2 separate regions of the Mus musculus genome follow, and region 1 is linked to region 2. A link is a contact called in public HiChIP or PLAC-seq data. All regions are on one chromosome and are shown on one strand. The core of a region is the stretch at or near the end of the contact, and the rest is flanking DNA. Distances in the headings are between cores, read along the strand shown.

Region 1 (6,791 bases), core at 3,444-5,943, 170 kb before region 2:
AGAAGGATTAGGAGGTGTGGCCTTGTTGGAAGGAGTGTGTCACTGGGAGTGGGCTTTAAGATATCAAAAGCCCATGCCAGGTCCGGTCTCTCTTGCTCTGCTTTCAGATCAGGGTATGGCTCTCAGCTACTTTTCCAGCACAAAGCCTGCCTGACACCGTGCTTTCTGCCATGATCATAATTGATTAAGCACTCAAGTAAATGCTTTCTTTCATAGGAGTTGCCTTGGTCACTGTGTCTCATCATAGCAATAGAATAGTGACTAAGCCAGTGGCTCAGTAACTGTGAGACTGATTTAAAAAAACAAAACAAAACAAAAAAAATCCTGGAGGAATGGGAGAGACGTCCATCAGTTATGAGAACACATGTTGCTCTCACAGAGGACTAGGGTATGGCTCTTAGCACCTGCATGGCACTCACAAACATGGATAATTCTACTTCCAGGGGACCCAGCACCCTCTTCTGACCTCTGAAGACAACAGGCACTCATGTGGCACACATATATATGCAAGCAAACATCATACACAAATACAATAAATGCATTAAAAAAAGGTCTGATTTACTAGTCCAGGCCTGGATGGATTCACTGGTGAATTTTACCCGACTTTCAAAGGAGAACTAATACCAATGCTTCTTAAACTATTCCATAAAACAGGAAAGGAGCATTTCCAAAGTCCTTCTGTAATGCCAGGATTTTCCTGTGTCAATAAAGGTACAAAAACAAGACAAATGACAAACCAATCTCCCCGGTCATAGGCGAAAAAGTTCACTACACAACGCTTGCAAACCAAATTCAGTAAGACATCAAAACAAAAACAAAAACACTCACAACCTACAGCCAACACTGTTTCAGTACACAGGGAAACGTTAAAGCAGTTCCAGTGAGATCAAAAGAAAGACAAGGCAGTCTTCTTTCTCCACGTCTACTAAATGTACTGAAGGTCTAAGCTAGAGCAGAAACACCAGAGAACCAAATAGGAAAAGAAAAAGTCAAATTATCTGTGCTTGCAGATTCTATAAAAAAGAGACCCTACTAACTCCACCAGAAAACTCTTAGAACTGATAAGCACTTTCAGCAAAGTGGCAGGATACAAAGTTAATTTATAAAAATCAGCAGCTCCTCCTATATATCACTAACAAGCATATTGAGAAATGGGGGAAGCAATCCCATTCACAATTGCCCTCCAACCATATATAACCTTGGGATAAACCTAGGCAAGGAAGTTAAAGACCTTTCTAAGGAAAACTTTAAAATACTTTAGAGAAATTGAAGAAGATATCAGAAGATGGAAAAAGTTTCAATGCTCATGGATCAGTGGGGTCAATATTATGAAACTTGCTATTTTGCCAAAATCCACAGATTCAGTGCAATCCTTATCAAAATTCTCGTGCTGTTTTCTATGGAAATAGAAAAACCAATCTTAAAACTTATTTGAAAGCACAAGAGACTTCTGATAGCCAAAACAATCCTGGGGGTGGGGGGAGGTTTAGAGGCATTGGTTTAGAGGCATTATCATACCTAATTTCAAGGTATCTTACAGATCAACAAGAACAACATGGTAATGAACAGACACATAGATTAACAGCTACAGCTATAAGATTTCGGGGCCTAAAAATAAACTCAAGACAGAAACCTGGAGGCAGGAACTGCAGCAGAGGCCATGGAGAGAAACACTTCTTACTACTTACATTTCTTACAGGCCTTGCTCTCCGAGGCTTACTCAGCCTGCTTTCTTTTACATCCTGGGACCAGGCTCAGGATTGCCTACAATGTGTTGGGTTGGGCCCTCCCATATTAATCATCAATCAAGAAAATGCCTCACAGGCCAATCTGATGTGGGTGTTTTCCAATTGAGATTCCTTCTTCCAAGTGACTCTAGTTTGTATCAAGTTGACAAAAACTAACCAGCAAACTAAGTGTAAATGAAAATACCACAGGAAACTTGGCACTTTGTAAGAAAAAAAAAAAGTAGAACACACTCCAGTTCTGCCTTCAAAAGTACTCACTGAAGACAAGGGCACCCGAAGGAGGGCACAGCTGGGAATGCTGTTTCAGGTCCCTGACATATGCCAAGAGCCTCCACATCCTCATGAAGGTCAAGACCAAGACAAGTCTCCTCAGCATACAGGACAGAGCCAGGAAAGACCCCATGAAGGCTTCCTGTAAGCACGCCCACCTCCTTCCTGTTCCTTGAAACTGTGACTGCAGATGGCTTTGGAACAGTTTGGGAAGGCAATCTAATTTGAAGTGAGCTAAGATTTCCATTTGAAAATGCATACGCCTCTCCTACACATACCACTTGTAGATAACTGGATAGAATACACATTGTCCCACAGGCCAGGAAGGTGAACCAGACAGAGGTGAGGCACTTTGCAAGTGGCTTTGCATCACGAAGAAGGCTTGAGTGAACTGCTGAGCACTCTCAGAAAGTCCAGCAGTTACCCAGCTCTGCTGATAAACCTGCCAGACCAATGAGAAGCTCACATGGGGAGGGGAAACAAGCTCCTATACCTAGCTAGGTGGTGACAGAAATGGGACCATGGGGCCACTAGAATGGTATATGGCACAGCCACCCTCTGCCCAGGAAGCATTTGAGTAGGTGTATCCCAGCCAAACAACAGAAAGGCCAAAGGCATGGAATAGCATGTTGCATTAGGGCATGGCATCTGACCTGGTACCATGAAGGACACCCTTTAAGTCTACATAGCAGGCCAGCAAGAGCACTAGAATGTGGCTGTTCTATCTGGAGGGGGTGCATGCAATAAGCCTTCTCAAGACAGCAACAGCAGAAGAGTTGGGATGGGGCTTGGTACTCACTTCTGGTCCTGAAAGGTGGACAAATTTAGAGACTAGAAGACTTGGGGACTATGGTAATGTTAGCAACATACTGACTGCCATTCCCTCCCTTATACCGGGGGGGGGGGGAATCCACATCCCACTAACAAACACACCTGAATTACTGGATTTGGGGTCCACTCGAATTTGGCAATTAACTCTGAGGATCCTGCCAAGAATACAACTTGTGACGTTGAGGACAATTAAGAAATGGCCCTCAGTGGGACGCATCATCCTGTTCTAGGGCCTAATTGTAAGACTGGAGGGCCACTGATATGGCTCTGTCAGTACATGCCTACTGTGAAACATGAAGACCCGAGTTTGGATCCCCAGTGCCCATGTCAAAACTGGATGTGTGTCTGTAACTCTAGTGCTGGGGTCAGGGTGGGATGGAATCAGGCAGCTTCTTGGAACTCAGTGGCTGCATCTAGGCAAATGGATGAGCTTCAAGTACACTGAGAGAACTTGTATTGAAAAATACGGTATAGAGCTATCAAGAAGAACATCCAGCATTAACCTCTGGCCTACACACACACACACAGACACACTCACACACACACAGACACACACACACACACACACACAGACACACACACACACAGACACACACACACACACACAGACACACACACACAGAGACACACACACACACACAGACACACACACACACACACAGACACACACACACACAGACACACACACACAGACACACACACACACAGACACACACACACACACACACTCACACACAGACACACACACACACACACACAGACGCACACACACACAGACACACACACAGACACACACACAGACACACACACACACACACAGACACACACACACACAGACACACACACACACAGACACACACACACACACAGACACACACACACACCGACACACACACACACCGACACACACACACACACACACATGAAAAGAGAGGCAAGTCCACCTATGAGAAGATGTATTATCTTGGCTGTGAACCACAAAAATTTCTGTGGATTTGTAATCAGTATTAAAATTTTTCAAATAGCATCTTTGGCTGGATTTTCTTTCCTTCAAAAATAGACATTTTTTTCTGGGAAAAATGTAGGAGAAAAAGTAATCCAGAAAGAAACGAAAGTATAAATAATAACCATACCAACAAATCTCCACAAATACCAATCTTAAATTTTAAAGGTCGCCAAAGTCCGAGGCTGTTTAAATTGACAAAGTCTGAGCGCCCCCTGATGGCCAGTTGGAGCTCCTACAGCACGTGCTGTAATTTTTGCTGTCCTTGGGCCAGCTAGTTTACTTCTTCCCGTCAAATAAAGTGACTTTTCTTAACTGTAAGGTCAATGCAGATTTCCTAAGCTGGAGATGGAGATGTGCACTTTATAAAGGTACATGAAGGACTGCCAGAAAATTTTCGTTTTTACTTCAATGGACAATTAGTATCTAAGTATCTTTATACCGCTCCAGGGAAAATAAATGACCAGACAAGAAAGAAAAGCTGCGGCCACCAACTGATTATCAGCTGCACGCTGGCGCCCTCCGCTGGCCGATCCCATGGCTGCAGGGCTGGCAAGAAATGCCACCCACGGTGGCCCTGTTAAGGGGTGCGGGTGGTCCGGTGACTTTTAGTACCTTTCCCCTAGGCAATTATGCTGCAAGCACACACTCTTTTCTTTCAGCAAAAATCTTATCTTGATTCAACCAGAAGGCCGGAGTTACAAGGGAACCCGTAAGCTGAACTTACAAGGGAGCTGTGAGGATACACTCTCCATTGAATAAATGGATCCTGGAGAGTGAAGCCGCTTCCTGGGGAAGGTAAAGAGAGACAATGTTTGCAGAGGAGAGGAAGCTCTGGCATGCACCCCGGAACAAAAGGGAACAAGTGGTCTTTACTCGGAGAACAGCTTCCTATTAGGACTCACTCCTTCGTACATCATGCCTTTCATCCCCACTCAACCACAAAATGATTTTACTGAAGCAAATACAATGGTAGAAAAAGATTTACACTGAAAGAATCTTTAATAATAAACTGTTGCCGATCGGCCTACTTGCCCGTGATTTATAATACAATAAACATCGGATTCTATTACGGCTCACACACTGAAGCCTCTGCTCTGCAAAACGGAATCTAAAAGCGCGGGGACGCCGCCACCGTCACAATGAAATGAGCATGTATAAATGTGCTAAGAGTATCTCTTTGCATCTTTTATAGCTTGTGTGTATTAATCTGTAACGCTTATTAAGAAAGTCATTGCTATGCAAAGCAGCACCCAATCCCTTTCTCTGGCTTTTCAACAGAGTGCACTGTTTAGCCAATAGGAGGGACCCTCTGGCCCTCATTCTGCATTCATCACAGGCAACATTTACACAATGTATCTCTCAAAGGCGGCTGAAAAGAAGGCCTTAATACTCATGTAAACAACTGCAAACCAATTACTTAATGAATCAGGCCCACACATAATGAGGTGCAGACAAAGAGCTATAAATGCATTTTTGCGCCCAAGCCCCTGCTTTAAAGTAAAATCCCTCAGCTGTAGTTTGGGCTTAACTAGCACATCATAATTATTGTCTCTAGGACATCAGAGGAAGCCATTTTTTTTAAAGGTCCAACAGGGTCTTTTTTTTTTTTTTTTTTTTTTTTGAGATTGCTCATCAGCTCACTGACAAAACAGAGCAAAGAAGAATTTTTAAAAGTGCTACAGCAGCGTAGCACTGTTATGTTTATTCTCAAGTACTGGGTTTCGAGACCACTTGTAAAAGCAATAAAGCACAAGGAGTGACTGCAGTAAGTGGGATCCTTAAATGTAAGCCTCTAAGAAATTTCAGCAAAGCCAGGCACAAACAGCAAAACCTGAGCTCTCCAAAGCCCAGGGTGGGGTATTAACAATAAGAGACCCAGCACAAGAACCAAACTGTGCAGAACAGCACACCAAGCCACACTCACCGTTCAAAGCCTTTCATGCTAGATTACTATCAAGTGTCCAGAACTGAGGGTTCCTGGAAGACCTTTTAGTGGGTTTCTTTTTCTTAAAGGGGCCTGATGAGATTACTTATGATTTATTTGAAAATTAATTTCATACAGAAATATAATAACAAGAGGCTCCATACTTTAATTTGTAGAAAAACAATTTCTATTTTTCCTCTGTCGAACTGGGGCCAGGTATAAATGACCAGGCTGAGAAAGTGTCCTATCTGATCCTATTATTTTCTAAGTGTGTTTAAGAACTTCTCAAAGGACCTACATAAAGAACTTGTCTTAATGCTAGGCACTAGTGGTGCTTGCCTTTAATACGGATCTCTGTGAATTTGAGGCCAGCCTGGTCTACAGACTGAGTTCCAGGACAGTCAGGGCTATACAGAGAAACCCTGTCTCAGTGTGTGGGATGGGGACTTGTTTTAATGTTTTTAAAACATAATGGGGACAAATACTTCTGACAGTCTTAAAAACTAAAGGGATACATTTTTTAAGCCAAATGGTAACATTAAAACTGGAAACTATCTGTAGAATTTACTGACCTTTAAAAATCCTCTTAAAAGACACACAACTTGAATTTATTGTATAACCCACCGATATAGTATTCAACACTCTCCCAAACCCAGTAAGTTCCTACTTTCTCAAAAATACAAACAAAAACCTGGTATTAAAGGTAATTTCTTATAAACAAGAACGCATTTTGGATACTCATCAAGTTTTGAGAAACTTAACCCATCCAAGTAGCCCAGGTCCTAAAATACTGCCATGCTTCTGTAAAATACAAATGAACAGATTTTTTTCCCCCATTTTCATTTCCTTTTAATATGACATTTCTGGATTAGATCATTTTGTTATTTGGACATTACACAAGGCAGAAGCGATGTAAAGGTCATGTTTTAACATTTTAGCAGGGTCAAGTAGTAAATTCAAAGGTATGCAGTCATCTAAAGGACACTTTTTTTAACGAGCAATGCTACTGCAA
Region 2 (6,807 bases), core at 4,199-6,698:
GCTCCACAGCACTGGGGAGTGTTTTCCGGGCCTTGGTCAAGGTGCTGTGTGGAGCATGCGCAGATGAGACTGTCCACGCAAGCCTCTTGGAACTGGCTTGCCATGGATCCCAAGTGTCTGTTTATCCTCATTGTCCATCTGCTATAATAAATCTGCTCTGCCTGACTTATGGGAGTGTTCTGTGTCAGCAGGCTTATGCAATTGACAGAAAACATTTGCAGAAAACTTTTGTAATCTAATAATGTATTTGTATCTATGCTCCCACAGAAAGCCTCACAGTTAACGCTGAGTTCCTGAGAGCTTTCCGTCCATAATTGGGAATGAAAGAAGGATTGCCTGCTGGCACCACACTTCTTCAATACCATAACGTAGTTCCGGCCAGTGCAAATTGGAAAGAAAAAAAAGAAGCTTACGGATGTTGGAAAGGAAAAGAAAAAGAAAAAAAATTAATAAAACATGACACAACTTGTACAAAGAAAAGCAGAAGCAGTTTACAGATAATTAGATAATAATTGGGCTTAGCAAGAGTGCAGAATTGGTGACCACTCGGTAAAAGCAGCCTTATTCCCATGACAATGCCAAGAATCAGATGGGATCTTTTAAAGAATTGTGCTATTTCTAATGTCTTTAAAGATGAAATATTTAGAAATAAACATTGATATGTGAGACTTCTACACACAGGGTCATGAAACCGAGAAAACCCCTAATGGTACAAAGATGCTAATTCTCTCTAGACACCCAAAGTTGTAATGTAAAAGCAGAAACTGTGTGTGTGTGAACAGGTTTGGGTGAGTATGACTGTGTGAGTGAGTGTGTAGGTGTGAGTGTGAATATGTGTGTGAACAGATGTGGGTGAGTGTGATTGTGTGTGTGTGGGTGTAAAAAACAAAGTTTACACAATTGTGTGTTATAAGACCACATGGAAGAGATGCAAGATGGACAGACAGCAACAAAGCCCAGAAGCAGGCTCCAATACACTTACCCATTGACTTCGGTGGAAGAGTACCATTGAAACTCAGGGAAAAGATGCTATTTTCTACAAATAAACCTGGGTTAGCTGATCGCTCAGAGGAGAAAAAGAATCGTTGGCTCCTCCCTACATCACACACAAAGATAAATTCCATCTAAAAATGAAAAATAAAATAAACCTAGAAAGTAGCATAGGGCTGGAGAGATGGCTCAGAGGATACAGACAATGGCTGCTGATCCCGATGACCCGAGTTTGATCCCCAGGATCCCCAGGGTGGAAGGAGAGAACTGGCTCTCCAGACTTCTCTTCTGACCTCCACATGTGTGCCAATGCATAAGAAACCACACTCATAAACACACACTCACACATGCATGTATGTGCATGCGCACACACAATAAATAAAAATGTAATGGGAGCAACATAACAATATCTTTGTATCCTTCAGAAGGAAGATATTTCAAAGACAGATGCAATAATCATCAGTTACAGGTTGGAAAGTTGACTCAGCCATTAAAAGCACTTAAGGACCCAGGTTCTGTTCTCAGCATCCACATGGCTGCTCACACTGGCTTGTAACACCCATTCTAAGGGATCTAATGCTTTCTTCCGGACTCTGCAGGCACTAGACATACACATTATATACTTACATACATTATGGCAAAACATTCATTCCTACATATAAAATACAAATAAAACTTTAACAATAGTAATTGTGTGTTGGATAGTTTTCTGTCAACTTGATACAAGCTAGAGTTATCTGAGTGGAATAGAGAAAAGGGCTTCCATAAGATGTAGCTGTAAGGCATTTTCTTAATTAGTGACTGATGGGGGAGGGTTCAGCCAATCTTGGGTGGTGCCATCCCCCCGCTGGTAGGCCAAGGTTCTATACAAAGCAGGCTGAGCAAGCCATGGAGAGCAAGCCAATAAAGCAGCCCCCTCCATGGCCTCTGCATCAGCTCCTGCCTCCAGGATCCTGCCCTGTTCAAGTTGCTGACCTGTAACCCAAACTATAATGGTTCTGTAGCTGCCTCTTCCAGGCAGTGGCAACCAAACCCCCCATTTGGAAACTTCTGAGCTATAAAAACCTTATCTTTTCCATGTCCAGAACTGTCCTCTCGCACCCTGCCTTAGGCAGAGGCAGCCCATATACACAAATAAAGAAGCTTGCTTTAGTTACTTGGCCATGATGACTTGGGTAGATAGCCTTTCTCCTCACATTTTGGGAAGCTCTGATAGCTATGGGCAGGTTCGTAAAGGTGACTGGGCATCAAAAGCACTTAAAGCCAGAGGCTCGAATCAAAAGGACAATGGGTTAAAGCTCTGGAACTTTCAAAAGAAAAGTGGGTTTTAAACCAAATCTATTCTTCTTTTTTTTTTTTTTTTGGTTTTTTTTTTTTTTTTTTTTTTTTTTTGGTTTTTTGAGACAGGGTTTCTCTGTATAGCCCTGGCTGTCCTGGAACTCACTCTGTAGACCAGGCTGGCCTTGAACTCAGAAATCTGCCTGCCTCTGCCACCCCCCCCCCACCCCCCGCAAGTGCTGGGATTAAAGGCGTGCACCACCACTCCTGGCTCCTAAATCTATTCTTAACAGTGAAAATATCAATCAGTGAAGCTGTATCAGTAAGGGAAAATTGTTAGTGTGTGTGTGTGTGTGTGTGTCCATGAGTTGAGGTCAGAGGCTTAACCACTTTGATTTTTTTCATTGTTAAAAACTCACAAATAGCCAGGCAGTGGTGGCGCATGCCTTTAATCCCAGCACTTGGGAGGCAGAGGCAGGCGGATTTCTGAGTTTGAGGCCAGCCTGGTTTACAAAGTGAGTTCCAGGACAGCCAGGGCTATACAAAGCAGGCTATACATATATAGAGGAAGTTTCTCTCTCAGGGGTAGCCTCTAACTCATGATCTTCCTGCCTCTGCCTTCCGACTGGGAAGATGGCAGACCTGCACCGTTGTAAATTTGGCACTCTGCCAGTGTGCCTGTTGTGACTCAGCTGCAACAGCTTACATCACCCAGGACTCCCTAGGTCCACTGTGGCTATAAATTGTGTATTTTCCTAGGCTATATGTGCCCTCTTTAAAAGGTGTCTTCCTGTCTTGTTCGTTCTCCCAGTCTTTCTGTCTGCCTGTCTCTGTCTCCTTTTGTCTCTCTTTCTCTCACGTCCCACTTTTCAGGCTCCCTATCTCCCCAATAACTCTCTTGGGTTGGCTCTGTTGTATGGTGGATCTCTTAGCAGCACACCTTGGTCCCAGACCCGCCAAAGGTATCTCCTGCTGTTTTATTCTAAAGAAGCCTGATTCACCCAAAAACCTGTATGAAAGGAGTGATAGCTTTTTTTTCTTTTTTAAAAAAGATTTTATTTAGTTATTTTATGTATATGAGTAGACTGTAGCTATCTTCAGATAGACCAGAAGAAGGCATCAGATCCCATTACAGATGGTTGTGAGCTACCATGTGGTTGCTGGGAATTGAACTCAGGACCTCTGGAAGAGCAGTCAGTGCTCTTAACCACTGAGCCATCTCTCCAGCCTGAGATAGTTTTCAAAATCTAGATACACACAAACCTGTCAACTCTTCCTTCAAATGCTGTTCTGGTACCTTTGCTTTATATCTTTCTGATTTTTAGCTACTAAAATAATTTTTTAACTCATTCTTTAAAAAAAAATCTATGTACAATCTGCATTATCTCAGCAACCACTTGTATCCGTGATTAATGACCTCAAGGAGCAGGAGCCCTGCCCCTGTCTCTAGCAAAGTTCTGTCATTAGTGTTCGGTACAGTGTCTAACAGAGCAGTCATGTGGATCTTTGTTGAATGACTGAATCAGAGTGAATGAACTGAATTGTAAAGGCTGACAGCTAATGAACTTGGAAGTCTGTCTAAGATTATGTAATAACTTTTGAAAGACCCACAACGTGAGGACTCCCCCACGTTCTGACTCAGGAGAGGCGACACCCCAAAATCACGCACAAGAAACGGTCTTGCTGCAAACTGCAAGAGGATTTTTATTCAAGAGTGCTCTTGGGCCCACGGTCATACACCACGCAGGGGTAGAGGACCGTGGCGCCCCGAGTAGCTGGGTCAGGGGGTATTTAAAGGAAGAAAACACAACTCAAGGAGGTGGGAAGGGCGTTGTTGGAAAATACCAAAAATACCAGTTAAGAGTCACAAGGAAGTGCAAAGTCACAAGAGTCATGAGGAATACCTGGTAATTGTGAGGGTTATTTCTCAAGACAGTTTCTACGAGCCCCTAACAATAGCACATTCTTTGAATTAACACTCTTTGAACCCAGGAAGCGGGTGGGTGGAGGAAAGTCGCTATCTGTTTTATGACCAGCACACCTCGGAGCACTGAGCCACAAAGGCCACACTCCCAAGCCTGGGCCCAAAGGCCTAGAATTTTGTTTTTACGTTTTACTTTTTCATTCCCCACTTCTACTTGTTAGTAGTTCTAATCTTTCACTTTCTATGTCTGTCTGTCTGTCTGTCTGTCTGTCTGTCTGTCTGTCTGTCTGTCTATCTATGTGTGTGCATTTTGCTGTGTCTCATATAAACATCCTTTTAAACCTCTTCCCAGGCTAAACATAACTTTCCTGCCCTTGGAAAATGACAATATCCTTTATAGTTGGCTATTTCACTTAATATTCATTTCCCTTCACAACTTTGCAATTTCTAAGCAGGTAACTGAAACACCAGTTGAAGGCCGGCCTTTTCCACCTGTGAGTCCTGCAGGATGTGATTCAGCTTGTTGCATCATTTCTCCCAGAGTGGATGCCACTGATGGAGACTCAAGAAGTTGTCTGCCTAGTAAAGGGCTTCTTTCAAAATGAGCTGTAACCCCGAGGGTTGCACTGTGGAACACACACTGTCTTGTTTCTTAAATTCTCCTTGTCTTCTGGAAGAAATCCTGCACGCAGCATTCAGTGGAATCAGAGTGGGCTCCTTCGCCCCTCCCCCCCAGCCTCAGCACCTGTTTGTTTAGAATTACCATGGACCCCTGGGGAGCCTTTTTCCTCTGCTGCCTTAGACTGATACAGTTGGCCCTCTGTATCCACCAACACCAAAAAAAAAAAAAAGATTCTAAAAATGTCTGTACTGAACACATGCAGACTTTATTCTTGTTATTATGCCTTAACAATACAGTACAACAGCTATCTGAATGGCATTCCTACAGTACTGGGAACTACAAGTAACCTCCAGATGACTTAGCACACACTGGAGGATGTTCATAAGGTCTGTGCAAAGACTGTACTGTTTCTACTATTTTATTCGAAGGATTAAGCATGTATGAATTTAGGTATCCAAGGGAGTCCTGGAGCTGATCCTCGGACAGATATTAGAAGACTACATCACACAGACACTATAGCTAAGTCTAAACCGAACAAACTGACTACGGCTACAAGCAAGACCTTTGGGATGTAAGGTCTTCAAGGATGAAGGAATGTCTGCCTAACAGGGAAAGAATGTGTTAAAGTCTGTCTGCCTGGATTAAGGGTCTCCTGGCCTGTGAGGTCTGCCAGGAAAATTCTTTCCTTTGTCTCAGCATGCCCCCAGCTGGCAGACGGAGCTTACAATTTGTTTTCAAATATCTTGGCGGGGCTGCAGGATCTCGTATTTAAAAGGAAAAGGGGTACACGAAGATTTCCCCTGCCTGCAGCACTCTGTGCAAATAATAATCGTCTGGGGGGTGATCTTGGAGCTGTTGCAACACGTGAGGATTAACTATTGAAATAAAATTCCTTCTGTTTGAGAACAAGCAATTCATTCAGGCCGGGTCTTTCTGCTGCAGGCTGAGGTCTTTTGCATTTTTTGCATCAGTGTTTTCCCACTCTCTCTATCCATCCCCCTCCCTCCAAGGAGACAGAGTGGGGGTGAGGGCGGATAGAAATCACTGTCAGGGTACCACTGGCTCCTTTACTGTATTAGGAATGGACCTATCACGAGTGGGAAAACTCTTCATTCTGAGTTTAAGGAATGTGGCAGATGCTGCCAGGGTTCTGCCCATGCTCCCTAACTCACAGTCCCCTTGCTTTGTACACTTGCTTCTCTCTGTTTGAGGTTATCAGTACTCAAAGGGGGCAGAGCACACATGCCATGGAATTAAAACCCTAGAAATGGCCATCAATACTAAGATCCTTGCTTCTCAGAGAGGTAGTTCTTTACAAGCTCTCAGAGGATTACCAGGGATGGAGTTACAGGGGCCTATGGCAATAACCCATTCACTGTTGCAATCTGGTTCCCTCTTGACTGGTTTTCATCACTTATGGTCTTCCTGGACTAGCTCCCCAGCAGGTCATCTAAACCCAAACCCTCATTTTGGGCTCTATCCTGAGGAAACATATACAAACTCAGGCAGCCTGTCCCATGGTAGGAGATTCCCAAAGGCAGGCCAGAGAGGAGTAGAAAGGATGTAGGTTTGTTGGTAGATTGCTTGCCTAGCATGCATGGAGACCTGGGCTCACTCTCCAGTACCACATGGACCAAGTGGGATGCAATCCTGACACTCAAGAGGTGGAGACAGAGAAGAAGATCAGAGGCTCAAGGTCATACTTGGCTACTTAGTCAATTCAAGGCTAATCTTGGATACCAGAGACCCTATCTCTAAAACAAAACAAAACAAAACAAAACAAAACAAAACAAAACAAAACAAAACAAAAATCAAGCCTGTCTTCTTTGCATCCACCCCAATATTTGGGGATGTCTACAACTTCTTTTCCCATTTAAAAGTCAGTTCTGGTCCTTGGTTGACAGCCAGGATGGTCCCAGCAGGATAATTTCTGAAGTGCTTTTGGGAACATACTGAAGTAGTCCACTTGGGAGAGTAACTGGTGGAAGCTGAA

Evidence for each region. HiChIP or PLAC-seq counts read pairs in DNA pulled down with a chosen protein or histone mark.
Region 1: an H3K27ac HiChIP or PLAC-seq map of neural progenitor cells shows a contact between it and region 2, with 12 times the contacts expected there. The contact joins two enhancer-like sites. A contact is called at or near these places in 1 of 484 Hi-C or Micro-C datasets (3T3-L1-derived adipocytes), 1 of 115 datasets of contacts at active chromatin or transcription factors (neural progenitor cells) and 1 of 9 other capture datasets (liver).

What each region holds. Positions count from the first base shown.
Region 1 is chr2:146,957,028-146,963,818 of GRCm38.p6, reverse strand. All of the region lies in intron 12 of Kiz (kizuna centrosomal protein), which reads right to left. Among named protein-coding and RNA genes, the nearest start is that of Xrn2, 53 kb to the left of the region's middle. Within about 2 kb of position 4,693, at least 66 of the 459 cell types and tissues checked have an H3K27ac peak or open chromatin away from gene starts, as enhancers often do. A contact at or near this core is called in neural progenitor cells, where this site is marked.
Region 2 is chr2:146,786,347-146,793,153 of GRCm38.p6, reverse strand. No RefSeq gene overlaps it. Among named protein-coding and RNA genes, the nearest start is that of Gm35433, 23 kb to the right of the region's middle. Within about 2 kb of position 5,448, at least 34 of the 459 cell types and tissues checked have an H3K27ac peak or open chromatin away from gene starts, as enhancers often do. A contact at or near this core is called in neural progenitor cells, where this site is marked.